Linked DNA regions of Bos taurus: region 1 is linked to region 2. Evidence: chromatin contacts called from public Hi-C data. All regions are on one chromosome and are shown on one strand. Each heading gives the region's core, a stretch centred on a gene start, on an enhancer-like site or on the middle of the called end of the contact. The rest is flanking DNA. Distances are from core to core; before and after follow the strand shown. Region 1 overlaps LOC100847454. Region 2 holds the start of LOC100847454.

Region 1 (2,814 bases), core at 15-2,514, 34 kb before region 2:
TTGAGAGCTCCCTGGAGGCTGGGGTGACAAAAGACACAACAAAAATCCCCGCATCCTTTTACTACTAGTCCCCTCAATCAGATTTAAAGCACCAAACAAAGAGGGACACCACCAGTAACCAGAGTGAGGACTAAATGATCCGGTCACTCGCACCTTACTCTTGTGTGAGTTGGTCATGTTCCTCAGCCTCTATGAACCTCAGTTTCCTCATGCACATAAAGACCATAGAAATGCCAACCTCAAGATAATATTGGAAAGATGAAATGAGAAAATCCGCTGCACATCACGCCTGGGACGTTAGCTGCTGCTCTGAATATTTAAGCCAGTGCCGGAATCACAAACATTAATTGCTCCAAAAGAACACTGTGTGCAACAAAGGCAACCTTCCCCTAGACCACAGCCCAGACTGGAGTGCTCCACCACGGGCCCAGCTTGGGAGCAAACTGGAACTGCACCAGAGGCTTCCAGAAATCATACCAAGACATGTGGGGAGGGGTCGGGAAAGGTAAGAATGGATAAAATCACAGGTGTAATTAACCAAGACCCTAGCAGCTCCTGGAAGGGTGCGGGGCTGTCCTGTTGGAAACGGTGGTGGATGCGCCTCTTGAAACAACCTGGTCTTAACCACCTGTTACACTGGACTTACCAATGGAAACGGCCACAATTGAAGATCTGAGACTTCTAACATGTTCTGGTGGCAGTGAAGCCGTGGGGTTACAGACATAAGCTCAGGGTGAATTAAACTTCCTAGGTAGGTGCTCAAAGAGTCCCCAGATGGTTCCAGGAGCTGGTGACCATTCAGCTATCCGGTAACCTCCCTGGGCCTCAGTGCGCCCCCCACCCACCCCCGCGACTCTGGAACTAATGATCACTGCGACTGTAGGGAATCCAGAGGCTCAACGCGGGGTCATGCTCAGGTTCTTCCTGGACAGGGCCCGCGGTGCAGGTGCGGGTGTCATCCGTTCAAGGAGGAAAAGGGCGAGGAGGCAAGGGTGGCGCGCGAGGCTGCACACAAGCTGAGGCCCTTTCTGTGGCAGCTGCTGAAAAAATAATCAGAAGAAAGCAACTGGAACGCGAGGGGGGCGCGGGGCGGGGGCTCTTCCCGCAGGCGCCCCGGAGCCGGCCGGGGCTTGTGGCCTGGCCGGGGAGGCCGTGGAGAGGACGCCCCGCGGGAGCGCCGAGGCCCCGCTGCGCCCGGCCGGGCGGGGGCGACGGAGGCGGAAGCGGGGGCGGCTGGAGCGCGGTGGGGATGTTTAAAGGAAATTTACAATCATTTCCTCTCTGTGGTTTGGTGACAAATCAACAACATCCTGTTCTTTTGTGAGGCTCTGGGCGCCTGCGAGGCGGGGGCAGCGCTCCGGCTCTTAAAGGGACACACACTGGGCTCCCCTCCCCCCTCCCCTGTGGCTCCAAAAAAAAAAAAAAATTACAGCCTCCCTAAGGCGCCACCTCCCGGGGCGCGCGCTGCCGGAATGCGGGGGCTGCTGCGCCAGGCGGTCCCTCGGGCCGCGACCCGGGCAGTGTCCCCTCCTCTGGGGCATCCTCCCACCTCCCGTCCCCATCCTAGGACGGAGGTAAAGGCGGCAGCGGAGCACCCCTCTGATGTCGCAGCCCGGGGCTATGTCCCGCCAAGGGGACACCCAGCGGGCAGAAGGGGACCCCCCCCCAACCCCCGCCGACGTTTCTCTTCCCTTCCCCACCCCAACCCTGGGGCAGCGCAGTCCCAGCCTCGGACCTCCGGGTAGTTTTTATCCCTCTCCTCCAATCCCCTGGCCTTGAATTTTTCCACCCCTAAACTCTGGATTTATGGTTAAAATATCGACGTATGCACAGAAGGTTTATAAAACGCCAAAACAGAGAGGCTTCCCAAGCTGTAGGAGTAATGAGAATCAGATGGCTAGAACAGAAAAATAAAATATATTCAACTGCCCTCCTGAGATTTCCTTCATTCAGTCATTTAATGAGGGCTGGTCACCATTCTAGGCCCCGTACAGCAGGAACAAGACAGAATCAGTCCCTGCCCCCAAGGGGCTTAGATTCTTGAATGAATGAACAAACGAATGAACAGGATTATTTCACTTATTCTTAAGTGCTATGATTAAAGGGTCATATTTTGTAGAAGAGCAGCTTCTGGTCTGGAGAACTCTCTGAGCAGGGGACAATCTGACTGGGACCAGAAGGGGGAAAAATCACCGTTCCTGTTAAGTTAGTTGAGAGGTCTATATAGCATTCTCAGGAAAGAGACTGAAAGTTGGGGCAGCACCTGAAGGGCTTTCTTAGTGGCTCAGCTGGTAAAGAACACGCCTGCAATGCAGGAGACCTGGGTTGGGAAGATCCCCTGGAGAAGGGAAAGGCAACCCACTCTAGTATTCTGGCCTGGAGAATTCCATGAACTGTATAGTCTATCCGGCTGCAAAGAGTTGGACAGAGCTGAGTGACTTCCACTTTCACTTGAAGGGCACCCAAAGAACAGATTTCCTTCATGAGGACAAGTCTTGGAGGTTGGCACCCAGGATAAGAGAGACCTGGGTCCTTGTGGTCAGGCTGTATAACCTGGGCAAGTCTTTCCCCACTCCAGGCCTCATCTGGAAAATGAGATCACGAAACTAGAATCAGTAGTTCTCAACCTTGGTACAAATTAGAATTCCCAGAGAGATTTTCAAAAAACCTTCCATTGTCCTGTCCCGTTCCACCGCAGACCAGCAGAATCAGAATCACTGCTAATGGAGCCTGGCTGGGCCTGCCTGCAACGCAGGAGACAGGGATTCAGTCCCTGGGTTAGGAAGATCCTCTGGAGAAGGGAATGGCTACCCG
Region 2 (2,792 bases), core at 72-2,571:
AAAACACCACCAAGATAAACCTTTCAGGGGGATTCAGGCCCTAGCCCAGCCTTATCCCTGCATCAAAGCCACCCCCTACCCCGTACTCCCCGGAGGCTACAGCCTCCTCCGTTCCTGGGCGGAGCTGGGCCTGCTGCGAGGGCTCCCCGCCTTCCCGGAGTCGGGCCTAATGGCGGGGGCTTTTCTTTTCACCCGCCGAGGCTGAGGCTCTTCCCACCTCCCCCCCTCGCCCCACCCGCCCCATCATTAACTGCAAAGAAAAGATCCCGGCCATTTCCATTTCCTCTGCGGCTCAAGAGCCCTGTTGTTATTTAATCCCGCGGCCACCCCAGCAGCATCTTTGGCGCAGACGGCTCCACCCATCCACCTGGCCAGTTCTGCACCGCTCCTGCTTCTCCCGCGGGGCACTAGTCAGGGCGGTTGGAGAGAGGCGCCTACAGCAGCAAAGGCTGTGGCCTTTAGGCCTGCGTCCCGTGAGGGTTGCGAAACACGCGGGAGTGGAGGGGAGCACTAGCCGGGGCAGCAGAGGACGGGCGGACGCCGGAGCACTGCGGACATTACACTGGGGTGGGAGGAAGTGGGGCGCTGTCAGGCGAGAGCCAGATCTCTAGCTGAGTAGCCAGTCCACTCCGGGGGGTACTAGGGCCGGAAAAGGCTCGGCCCAGTCCTGTCCACACCCAAGAGGTGGGGGAGGGGTGCTCTGCACTTATTCAAGGGAGACTCAGCCTCAGGAAGGGAACCAGATTCACTCAGTAACCCCCAACTCCGCCCTTCTTTGATATGGACCTTTGACATTTTCTTAAAATTTTTGGTAAACACAGCTTCAAGACCCTTCCCCCCCGACGCCCCTACTCTAGAGAAAGAGAAGGCCCCTAGCAGGGGTCCTCCCGTTCCCCGCCCTCTGACTGCGGCGGGTAGAAATCCCTGGATCTAGGTGTGTCCTCCCCCACCCAGCTCTTAGCCCAGGATCCTGAGGTCGCAGTGTTTCCCCACCACCACCCCGCCCCCAGCAACACGGACGGTTCCAACCCAGGTCCGCAGTGGCGTGAAGGTAGCCTTTACCTCCTCTCGCAGGCTGGGAGGGGGTACAGCCCGCGCAGCTGAACCAGCTGCAGCAGTCGCCGCCGCCCTCCATTCATAAAGGAAAAAAAAAAAAAGCAACAACAACCTCCACCCCTCTTTGTAAAAGAGCGACGGCCCCTGGAGGAGCGAGAGCCAACCCCAGCAATCACGGGTTAAGTCCTTTTCCGGCCCCCCATTCATAAAAAAAGGAACGCGGCGCATGCGCGCGCGGGGTCTCTTGTGCCCACCCATTCATAGAATCGCGAGCGGCGCGCGTGCGCACTGGAGCTCCCTTCCCTCCCATTCATAAAAAAGCCATTTTCCCAGGCAGTGGTTGCAACATCGCCGCGGAGGCAGTGAGAGAAGCTGACAGCGCGGAGCTGGCGCTGCAGAGCGCAGGGAGCCGAGCCGGTTCCTCCGGCCGGCGTCTGCGAGGATAGCGGCGTCCGATCCGCTCGGGTTCGGGGGTTTACACAGACGTGGAGCAATGCTTGTGACTCTGCGGCTCCTCAAAGTAAGTCCTCGACCGGTTTCGGGATGTGAAGCTACCCTTCTCTGAGTCGCAACGCGACTCCCCCTCGGGCTGGGGCAGATGCTGCGCTATTTCTATACGCGCCTCAATGTTCTTTCCCTCTCCCTGCGCCTCCTGGAGCAGCTGCGGTGCGCCGCAGCTCCCTGACGCCCTCGGCTGGGCCAGTTAGGCGCCGGGGGTGCTCACAGCCTGGCACCGGCGTTTCCGACCCCCGGGCATTGCCAAGCCGGGCTTTCCCACTCTACCACTCAGAAGCACCGTGCGTGTCCCGGGAGTTTGCTTCTGGCCTGGCCCCTTTCCGCCTACCACTACCCACCTCGGGTGCTGGAACAGGCGATTTTGGGCTCCGTGAGGAGCCACCTCTTGGGTCCGGCGGGCGCCTTCACCCTGGGCGGCTCGCCCACCCTGGGCTCTCTGCCCACGGTGCCAGTCTGCCGTAGATCTCCCCAGCCCGCCGCAGAGGCCTATGCTCGACGTAGGTTTTAGTTTACCCTTCGGAGCCGTGATGGACTAGGTTTCTTTCCTTCTGCCTACCCCTCGATGGTCAGCGCAGGGCTGGCCCGGGACTGGGCATTTCTGCTCTCTCTTTGGTGAGGCGGTTCCTCGCCGTCTGACCTTTGCTCTGCTGCCGCATTTTATGCTGTGCAACTGCCTTGCAGTTGCCTTCCTTTCCCCGGCCTCTGCAGGGGCCAAGGCTCCTCGGCCTCCTCGTGTCCCCCTATACTCTGGCACCGAATTGTGCCAGGCCCCGAGGCTCCCGGCCGCTCTGGGGCTGTGGTGGGGGCTGAAGGTGCGTTTACATAACGCCAGGCGTGTGGGAGCTGGAGGAAGAGGTTGCGTGCGTAGGAGAGATAAGTCTCCCGCCTTCCCTCCTTCCTTCTTGGTGGTACCAGGCTTGACATCACCGAGAAGAAAGAAGGACAGAGACGGTACGTTATGAAAATTCTGAATCGCCAAGGCTTGGGAGGCAATGAAGGCGGGTAAGGGCAGGTTTGGCCAGCCAGGACAGCTGGAGCTTGGCTCCATCACTGGGGCCAAGGCTAGGGCCAGGGCTGTGCCCAGTTTCCCCTCCCTGCAGACGATCAAAAAGCATTTAGACAGTAGCTGCTCTTGTGCAAGAAGCCAGTTTCTCAATTCTCTTTGATTGAGGACTGGGGGTTGTGGGCAGAGGAAGCAAGAGAGGTGGAAAATGGTTGCA

The links. A called contact is a pair of places that touch in the nucleus more often than the background predicts.
Region 1: a contact with region 2 is called in a Hi-C map of blastocyst, with 1.8 times the contacts expected there. The contact joins the enhancer-like site here to the promoter of LOC100847454 in region 2. A contact is called at or near these places in 2 of 11 Hi-C or Micro-C datasets (blastocyst and skeletal muscle).

The regions. Positions count from the first base shown.
Region 1 is chr7:53,384,166-53,386,979 of ARS-UCD2.0, reverse strand. The region is part of intron 3 of LOC100847454; the gene reads right to left. Among named protein-coding and RNA genes, the nearest start is that of SPRY4, 34 kb to the right of the region's middle. Within about 2 kb of position 1,264, at least 58 of the 102 cell types and tissues checked have an H3K27ac peak or open chromatin away from gene starts, as enhancers often do. A contact at or near this core is called in blastocyst and skeletal muscle, where this site is marked.
Region 2 is chr7:53,349,781-53,352,572 of ARS-UCD2.0, reverse strand. It overlaps LOC100847454, which reads right to left and starts at 1,321. Exons shown (of 11, transcript XR_807886.4): 1 at 1,063-1,321. SPRY4 (sprouty RTK signaling antagonist 4) reads left to right here and starts at 1,411. Exons shown (of 2, transcript NM_001081512.1): 1 at 1,411-1,576.